Regions from separate parts of the Mus musculus genome. Here all the other regions are linked to region 2. The links are chromatin contacts, called in public targeted proximity ligation maps. All regions are on one chromosome and are shown on one strand. The core of a region is the stretch at or near the end of the contact, and the rest is flanking DNA. Distances in the headings are between cores, read along the strand shown.

What was found.
Region 1: a contact with region 2 is called in a targeted proximity ligation map of pancreatic cancer cells. A contact is called at or near these places in 7 of 39 promoter capture datasets (the 3T3-L1 cell line, the C10 cell line, frontonasal cranial neural crest and 3 more) and 2 of 130 datasets of targeted methods (effector CD8 T cells and pancreatic cancer cells).
Region 3: a contact with region 2 is called in a targeted proximity ligation map of pancreatic cancer cells. A contact is called at or near these places in 6 of 39 promoter capture datasets (3T3-L1-derived adipocytes, the HPC-7 cell line, cranial neural crest and 2 more), 3 of 484 Hi-C or Micro-C datasets (the G1E-ER4 cell line and embryonic stem cells), 1 of 130 datasets of targeted methods (pancreatic cancer cells) and 1 of 9 other capture datasets (adipose tissue).

The regions. Positions count from the first base shown.
Region 1 is chr19:10,973,408-10,976,228 of GRCm38.p6, forward strand. Ms4a10 (membrane-spanning 4-domains, subfamily A, member 10) reads right to left here and starts at 1,293. Exons shown (of 9, transcript NM_023529.3): 1 at 1,212-1,293.
Region 2 is chr19:10,496,384-10,499,666 of GRCm38.p6, forward strand. No RefSeq gene overlaps it. Among named protein-coding and RNA genes, the nearest start is that of Ppp1r32, 15 kb to the left of the region's middle.
Region 3 is chr19:10,040,006-10,043,250 of GRCm38.p6, forward strand. Fads3 (fatty acid desaturase 3) reads left to right here and starts at 1,543. Exons shown (of 12, transcript NM_021890.3): 1 at 1,543-1,951. The coding sequence starts at 1,727.

The sequences.
Region 1 (2,821 bases), core at 43-2,542, 480 kb after region 2:
GCCTAGCCCTGGCTCTGCTCCTGCATCTCAGTGTCTAAGTCTGTTTCTATGGATACACAGGAACACTAGTGCTTGCCTGAGGGTGGGCTGCAAAGATTAATTGGGCCAGGGCCAGAGGTTAGAATTTAGTAATAAAAGCCAATGATACCTGCCCTACAGCCTGAATCTCACCTGACCTCTGTCTGGTTTTCTGTTAAGAGAGGTCCCATTCTAATCTCCAGGATGGGGAGTTCATTGCTTCTATCTGACTCCTGCTCAGAGCAAGGAGGAAATCAGCTATGGGATCCTGATAGCTGGGAAGGTTGTGTCGAGGAGAGTGTGTGGAGACAGTTATCTGGGAGCACACAGGACTGCCCTTCAGGATTTTGTCTGCAGAGCAATGAGCTGGTTGCCAGGGAATGTCTAGAATGGATAAGATCTGTCCATGGGAGGTCTGGGTTAGAAGGTTGAGAAAATCTTGATGGGAATGTGACCCTAAGCAGACAGTGCAGAAGAAGTCAAGAGAGCAGAGAGGGTAGTGTAGTGTGTGTTTACACATACGTGTGTATGTGTATATAATATGTGCACATATATGTACATATATGTAGATGTATGTATGGGCATGTTAGGCAGAGAAAGGCAGGTACCGAGAGGTATGGAGTCAGTGTGACAGAGTGGCTGCTGGCAGCCACCCTTAGAAGATTGGGTTTTCAGTTATGTTAGGTCAGAAGGGGCCCTGGCATTTGCAAAGTAAACTTTCTCGAGGTCTCAGGGCTGGGCACTTGGTGTAAAGGGAAGATATGGGAAAAAGAGGGTGGAATTTCCCAAGTGTCTTCCTTGCTTTGCTTTTTCAAATCTGTCTCTCTGTGTGCTCAAGGTTCCAGGGTTAGAAGGGACGGGGTGTCATTCCTCTTAGCTCTCAGAATCACCAACTGATCCTGGGTAGTGGGCTGGGCTCCTGGTAGCAGACTCCTTCCTGGAGAGAGGCCCGTAGTAACCCCACTTCCCAGGACTTCATAGCATGGAACATTTGTTCTCCAGCTGTTGTGGACATTGCTTGATAAACAGTTCCTGTTCACTTCTGGGGGGGTCAAGTTTCAGCCACTCACCACCAGCTTGCAGCTACTGACTGACGAGCACAAGAGGCTGATCTCTTGTGTTAAGACTGAACCCCACTTGAGGCCCTGATGACCCTCCCTTGTTTGTTTCTGCTGTGGAGAGGGGGTACTCACCTGGCCCCGGGAACTCTGTTGTAGGCTTCAGCTGTGCCTGACCATCCAGAGCTGCCTCAGCACAGAGCCAGAGGTGGAAATCAGAACATCTTTATGGCTTTAGACTTTGGATTCTTTTCTTTCTGGGACCCACCCCTTGCTCACACTCCCAGCTAATCAGAGATGCATGTCTGGACTAGATCCTTCAAAACCATCTGCTTCCAAACCTGGGCAGGTGAAGATCTGAGTCTCCTTCCTTATGTCTCCCTTTAACAGCTGAGACAGTTAATGTTGCAGTGATGACATTTCAGTTCATGGAGCAGTTCATTGTCAAGTTGGTGAAGGCAGCATTTGAATGAGTTGATTATTAAAATTCTCAAATTTTTATTTGTGTGTGTGTGTGTTGATGTGGGTGGCTGATATGAGTGTGTGATTGATGTGTGTCTGTGTGTCTGTCTGTGTGTCTGTGTGAGTGTGTGTAGGTCAGAGGACTTTGTGAAATTGATTCCTTCTTTCCACCTTTCCACAGTGCTGAGGTCTGAACGGATATTGTCAGGTTGTGCAGTAACTTTAGCTTCTGAGACACCTTTCTGGCCCCTCAAAGAATCTTTTAATTTTTTGAAAGTTAAAGTATCCACAATAGTGGTTACAATGACCCTGCCCTGGGCCTTGTGTCCCTCCTCAAACCAGCCATGGTCATCCTAAGTTCTTGCTTGACTTTGGTCTCTGGTGGTAAGCCAGACAGATGTATTGTCATCTGTGTAAGCATGGTAGTGTTTGTCTTAAAAGGTATGGTCACGTGACCACAAGTAACAGGAAGCCCTGATTGAGAGTGAAGTCCAGCCACCACCAAGCTTGCAGCGCATGTGACTTACAGAGAACTTATATCTAAGGCATGTTTGGATCTTGACCATGGACATGGTGAGATGAGAATGTGTAACTTCAAGCTGTCCAGTCTGTCTCATGCAGAACTAGATAACTACTGTGCTTTTTCTATCTTTTTCCTCTGGTTTTTAAAGACGGAGAATACACATTTAATTGTTAATATTTAATATACATATTAAAGTGTATGCAGCATATGCAGTTAGGTAAATTTGTATGTATATATGTGTATGTTGGTTTATTTGTGTGTATTATTCTCTATCTTACTTTTCTTTCTTTTTTAAAAAACGATTTTATTATTTAATATGTATAATTGTTTTTGTTTGTATGCATGTCTGTGCACCACATGCGTGCCTGGCACTCTCAGAGGCCAGAAGAGGGTGTCAGATCCCTTTGAGCTAGAGCTACTGACAATTGTAACTGCCATGTGGCAAGTGGGTGCTCGGGAGGAATCAAACCTTGGTCCTCTGGAAGAGCAGCCAGTACGCTTAACTACTGCTGAGCTGTCTCTCCAGTCTTCTTACTGTGTGTGTGTGTGTGTGTGTGTGTGTGTGTGTGTGTGTGTGTGTGAGACCACGTGTACACACACAGAGGCACGTGCACACACACAGAGGCACGTGCACACACTAAAGTTAGTGTTATTGACGATGCTCCAAAATGGAATTAACCTGGTTATCCATCAACAGGTAAATCAATTAAACTGATAGAATAAAACAAAAGGTTTATAGTATTGAAAATAATAAAATAAA
Region 2 (3,283 bases), core at 83-2,582:
AGACCTCCCACCCAAGGCTGGCTTCTGTCTTGCTGCTGCCTTTGGGGGTCAGTGGCTGAGGCCCACGGATGAGGTCTTGCAGGCCTTTTACTCAGCTGTCCTTCTCCAGTGCTCCCTGGGGTGTGAGCTGTAACTCATTCATTGATTTTTCTGTGTCTGGTACTGAGTCTAGCACACTGCTTGGGAATCAATGAAATAAGGCGCAGAGGCAAACAGTGGGAGCCTCAAGGAAAGAGTAAGCACATTCTTCTCCATCCCCAGCGTCTAGTGAAAACCATTACAGTCTATCCTCCCAATTACATTTCTGAGCATCACTCATCCTGTTTCTGCTTGGACAGGAGGCGCAGTATCTAATTCACTAGCCACTAAAACCTCCCACAGCATGACTCTGCTGAGAGATGGTTTGCATCAAGGGTCAGGGACCGTGGGTCTGGCTCAAAAGAAGGCTAGCCTTAGGCTCTCCAGCCTCAGGACCAATGCTGGCTTTTCTGCCACAGCCTTGGAGCAGGAGCTGTGATGGGGTGAAAGCCAAACTGGGGACCCTGGGGTGAGGTCCCTATGTACTTCCTGATAACACTCGACCAACCTCCTTCCCCACTCTGAGAAAAACAGCCAGCCGGTGACAGGACAACCCTGTAAGATTCAGTTTTGTCTCTGTTATTCAGGAGAGGAGGAAACACTCAAAGCAAGACGGGAATACTAATCCTTCCCTCCTGCTCCCCTCTTCCTAAGCCCAAAGGAAGTCTGAGCTCAGACTGTCAGGGAGAGCTTGGCTGCCTGTGTCCTACTTGGAGGGCTTAAGTAATTAAGTCTGCAGTGGCTGAGGCTGTGGCCATCTCTCTGTGAAAATCAACTCCCCAGGCTACTCATTATAGTTTGAATATAAAATGTCCCCCACAGGCTCATATACTGGGGGGACACCATTGCCAGATGATGGGTTTGGGGGGCTCCTGAGGACTCTGACTTCATTCCTTGTGGAGTTATTATATGATGGCATTAATTGGAGGTAGTGAAAAAAGGTGGGGCCTAGTAGGAGGAAAAAGGTCCTGGGGACATAACCAGGATGCATCTTGTTCCTTCCTGCTTCCCTCTACTGCCTGGCCGTTATGAGATGAGGTGTTGGCCCTCCGTAGCCTTTTGCTCAGGTGCTCTGCTTCCACAGCCCTGAAGTAACAGAATCAGCCAGCTGTGGGCTGTACCTTTTGAAAACATGAGCTAAAACAAACCTTGCCTCCTTTTTAATAGTGCCAGGCATCACTTGACAAGAAGTGACTAACACAGTTAGTCCTACAGGGAGCCACTGGAGGGCAGCTACACTGAGTCATCACCAGTCAGTAGCCTTCCCACAGACCGCAGATGAAGAGGAGAAAGGAGCTTATAAGCCATGCTGCAGTGTGGTAGCTCCGGGGCCGTTGCTTCCTTTCAGACCCTAGTCCTATCACTTCCTGCCTGTGACTCTGAGCAAACAACCCACCCTACCAACCTGTTATTTCCTACCAACCGGGGGAAATGGAAAACAAGGATTAAATAAGATCCACATAGGACTCTTAGCAATCTGGTGCACGGTCAGACTTAATCATTTACTATGGATGGCTACCACTGTGTCACTAGGGTGCCAAGTACCACGGTGAGCACTTCCCCTGCATTCATTCCTTTAGTCCTTACCCCCTGCACAAGGTTAGGGGGTTCAGGTTTCACATCTACAGAAGAGAAGAAGCTGGAGAAGAAATGTGGTCACAGTGACAGTTCTAGGACTCTAAGCACGAGTTCCCAAAGAACTGCTCTCAGCTTTATAGATCTGTCACGGGGATTGAACGCAAGATTTCATGCGCACTAAGGCAAATGCTCAACCACTGAGCCACACCCTTCTCTCTCCCTCCCCCAACATCTGCTCCTAACAGCTTGGTTCTTTTCCCTGTGTGTTCCAGGGTACTACAATAGGCACCTTTTTTTTTTAGGTTTAAAACAAATTTTGGTGTGTGTGTGTGTGTGTGTGTGTGTACGCGTGCGCACTCATGTGCACACCTGTGCAGGTACTCTCTAACATCAGATGAGAAAGTCAGATGCCCTGGAGCTGCCTGATGAGTGCTGGAAGCTGAACTTAGGTCCTCAGCAATTACTCTTAACTACTAAGCCATCTTTCTTTGTTGTTGTTGTTTTTGTTTTTTTTAGACAGGGTTTCTCGGTATAGCCCTGGCTGTCCCAGAACTCTGTAGACCAAGCTGGCCTTGAACTCAGAAATCTGTCTGCCTTTGCCTCCCAAGTGCTCTGAGCCATCTTTCTTGATCCAGATTTTTATTACATTTAATTATGGGTCTGAGTGGGGTATGTGTGTGAGCGCAGATGCACACTGAAGCTAGAGGTTGGCCTCCTCTGGAGCTGAGTTACAGGAAATTGTGATCTATACAACATAGGTGCTGGAAACCAAACACAAGAGCAGTAGGCACTGAGCCATCTCTCCAACCTTATTAAATACTAACAAGCTGCGTGTGGAGCACAGCCTTGTATTTTGTGAGTGCTATAGTATGCATAGGAGGTCAGAGGACCACTTGGAGGAGTCAGGTCTCTCTTTCCACCCTGTGGATCCTAGAGATTGACCTCAGGTTCCAAGGCTTGGTGGAAAACACCTTTAGCAGCTGAGCCATCCCACCCGCTTTGTAGCACACACTTGTAGTCTCAGCCTGTGGGAGGTAAAGGCGGGAGGATCAGGGGTTTAAGTTATATCAAGCTCAAGGCCACCCTGGGCTACCTGAGACCACATTTAAAACAAACAAACAAACAAACAAACAAACAAACAAACAAACAAACAGAGTCAGATGCTTTGCTGGCTAGTTACATAAAATAATGTGCCTGGCTTGCATTTTACTCTAAATCCAGGTGCAGCCCAGGACCTAGCTTTACCGTCTCATCACTGTGGATCAGAATTCTTCTCTGCATATCTTCATTCTTCAAGACTGATACTGTCTTTCACAACTTAGATATCTACATTTCTATCAATGGACGGCTTTTTAAAAATTCCTCTTTTGAAACAAGATCTCACTGTGTTGCCCAGGCTGGCCTACGACCCCCAGGCTCCAGCAATCCTCTCTCCTCAGTCTGTTGAGCAGAAAGGAAGACAGGTCCATACCACCAGGCATAATTAGATGTTTGTTTCTCAAACCAGAGTGCCTCTGCCTGAAGCTGCCCACCCCACCCACACTGCGTTACTTGCTGGAGGAAAGATGCTTACATAGCTCATCCCCAGAGAGCTTGCTGGGGAACTCAGGTGTCACCAGGTGCATGG
Region 3 (3,245 bases), core at 293-2,792, 460 kb before region 2:
GAGAGAACCAAGAGGCTCCTTTCTTCAAGCTCTGGTCTGCCTGTGATACACGTCATGGATTTTCCTTCTCTCTGAGTTCTGCAGCCTAAGATGGAACAGGAGTAGATTGGACATGTTCAGAAAAGAATTCTGGAAGTTTCCCAAATGTAAGACTGGACTGTGACACCCTCCTCACTCTCCATGGAGGCAGTGTGTACGTAGGCTGCCCCTGATGTCACCTCTCCTCATCTCACAGGTCCCAGGTATCTAACCAACATTCTTTAGAGTATTGCTCGCCTCTGCTTTCCTCCTTGTCCTGTGTATTTAGGCCTGTAATAGTTGCATCTGGAGTGAATGCTTTCAGCCTTTTTTAGTCTTATTGTTCCCTAAACAATGCAGTGAACAATTATTTATAGAGCATTTACATCACATTAGACATTATTAAGAATTCAGAGCTGACTTAAAGTGTATGAGGGGATATGTGAAGGTTACATGCATATACTGGTTTTTTGTAGGCAAGAAACACAGGTTGGTTTTGTTATCCACAGGGGTGCCTTAGAGGTCAGGTCACCTACAAATCCTTAGGTAGACCAAGAGGAAATGTTTGCACATTGGAAAAAATACACTTTAAGGTTCTGAAAAGATTTGCTCCCAACAAACAGGTCTGCCTCACCTTTCTGCCCTGAGTCACACTAGGGTGGTGTGCGGGAGTCTGTTTTAACTAGCCCTCAAGGAAATTCTGATGGACCTTCAAGTTTGCCAGTTGTGAAAGCTTTTAACTTTTAAGGAACTGATGTCTGTCTCAAAGAAACATCGTACAATTGGGAACGTAGTTACACTCTCAAGAGGATTTGAATTTAATAAGTCAAAAATGTGACACCATGAATGGGGAGAACTGGGAGGTGGTGACAAGCAAGCCACCCATTGCAGACTGGACCATTCTTTCATCTCCTGAACGGCAGACCTCCACGCAGCAGTGTCCTCTGCTCCTCCTCCAGTGGCCAACCTGGGCATCCCCAATCCTGCGTACAGCCAGGAGGAGAGGCCATCTGCTCCTGCAGATTGCTTTAGATGGCTTCCTCGCGTGGATATTGAGGGTTTACTGGGGGATGAGGTCCATTGTTTGGTGGCTGTTGACAGTCACCCCAAGGTAGTGTCCTCATTTCTAGCTACCTGGGATGCCTGGTTAAAGACCGGTGACGTCCCTAACTACATTTCTCAGCCTTTCAGGGCTCAGACTTGGGCTCATTTCGGGCCCCTGCGGGTGTGCCTGGGCGCAGCGGCCTGCAGGACTCCCGTGCGCGCTGGGTCCCCATCCCCCGCCTTCTCAGTTGAGCCGAGAGTCCGAGAAACTGGGGGGGGGGGGGGGCAGTGCCCCGGGGGCAGTGCCGGGCGTGGTGGCCCCAGGCCCTCGAGGGTGGGGCAAGCCCCTTCGCGACACCGCCCTCCCCGGGCAGCCAATAGATGTGGAGGCGCCGCGCCTGGATTGGAGCGAGAGCGGGACTGGCCAGCGCGGGGGCCGGGACGAGGGGCGGGCGAGGCGAGCGCTGTCAGCGCGGTTATAAGGGAGGGAAAAGTTCCCTGCGCGGAGAGCCGGGCAGGCGCACGCTCTTACGGCGGCCGCAGCGGCAGGGCGGGGCCGGTGGGGCGGGCGGAGGAAGACCCCTGATTGCCACCTCGCCTCCCTCAGTGTCTCTCTTAGACCTTGGTCACGTACCGGGGTCCGGAGGACTTGTGTACAGCGGCAATGGGCGGTGTCGGGGAGCCCGGAGGGGGACCCGGGCCGCGGGAGGGGCCCGCACCGCTGGGGGCGCCCCTACCCATCTTCCGCTGGGAGCAGATCCGCCAGCATGACCTACCAGGCGACAAGTGGCTGGTCATCGAGCGCCGTGTCTACGACATCAGCCGCTGGGCACAGCGGCACCCAGGGGGTAGCCGCCTCATCGGCCACCACGGTGCGGAGGACGCCACGGTAAGCTAACCCACAGCCGGCGGGGTGGAGCCTGGCACTAGCGGTGGAGAGGGAGACGTTGTTCATAGGCTTGGCGTCTCATTCCACCTGCGGACCTTAGCATCCTTTTTGCTCTTTCTGACCTTTGACCCCTTCCCTGGCTCCAGAGTTGAGATGGAGCCTGAGGGAAGGAGGTCTCTTTCTTTCACGGAGGATGGGCTGTTTGGGTCAGTCTGTGGAATAAATAGATCTCAGGGAAGAATGGGCCCCCAGAGGTGGGTGTGCCGTGAGGGGCAGATTCTGCCCCAGGTAAGTACCCTCACTGTTGTACTGAGGGTTTCTTTTCTGCTCTGAGTGTCACAGACTATTTTCTGGTGCTTCCAAGAGCCTGGGGCAGGGCTGGGTCCCTAGCGATAGGGACGTGCCATCAGAAACTGGGGGCTGGGCAGCAGAGCTTGGGCAGGGCCTGGAGGTCTGTGGCTTATCCAGCACTTGTGTAGACTGTTCTGAGGGCCAGTGACTCACCTCTGCTGGGCTGGCAGCTACACGTGGGAAGACTTTGCCAGGCTGGGTGGGCCTCCACGGGAAGCACAGTCACCCCAGTCACCGACTAGCCCCTGGGGACTCTGGCTTCCCATTCTCAGTCCGTGTCTAGACAAGAAGGGATGGAACTGGCCTGAAGGACTATCTGGCTAGAGCCCAGTGGTGAAGCAATTTCCCAGACCCTTCCTCCTTCAGTCCCACTCCATGGACAAAGGTTGAGGCCATGGTGCTCTGCCCTCGACTATCCAAAATTGTAGGTTAGTCACATTGGGTACCCGGAAGGTCTTTAAGACTGGAGGGAATGATTCTCTAGTGGAAGAACTTGGTGGCAGCAGAGGAGGTTCTCTGTGTCCCAGGACTGTCATTGTCCCTCTCCTCCCGGATTCACTCCAGGCAACTGAGAGGGATAAGAATGAGACAATTCCTGAAAATCATCAACCTGTGGGCCAGTGTGTGTGTGTGTGTGTGTGTGTGTGTGTGTGTGTGTGAGCCTTCCTTCTTTCTACCAGAGCATGATGGGCATGAGGTGCCACAGCCCCTCCCACTGAGCCCTGGCAGTCCTGTGAGGATCGTGTTGTAGCGTAGGACAGAATGCTGGGCAGGAGAGGAGGACAACAGAGAGCACTGACTGCTTTTTCTTGCTCAGGGCCAGCCAGGAGGCCCCTCCTACATGGGATTTCTAACTTTATATTTAGCTCAGTGCCCCGAGACCTCCATCTAATGGTTTTGCTCCAGCCACCATTTTGATTCACAGCCAGTAAGGTCTGTAAAG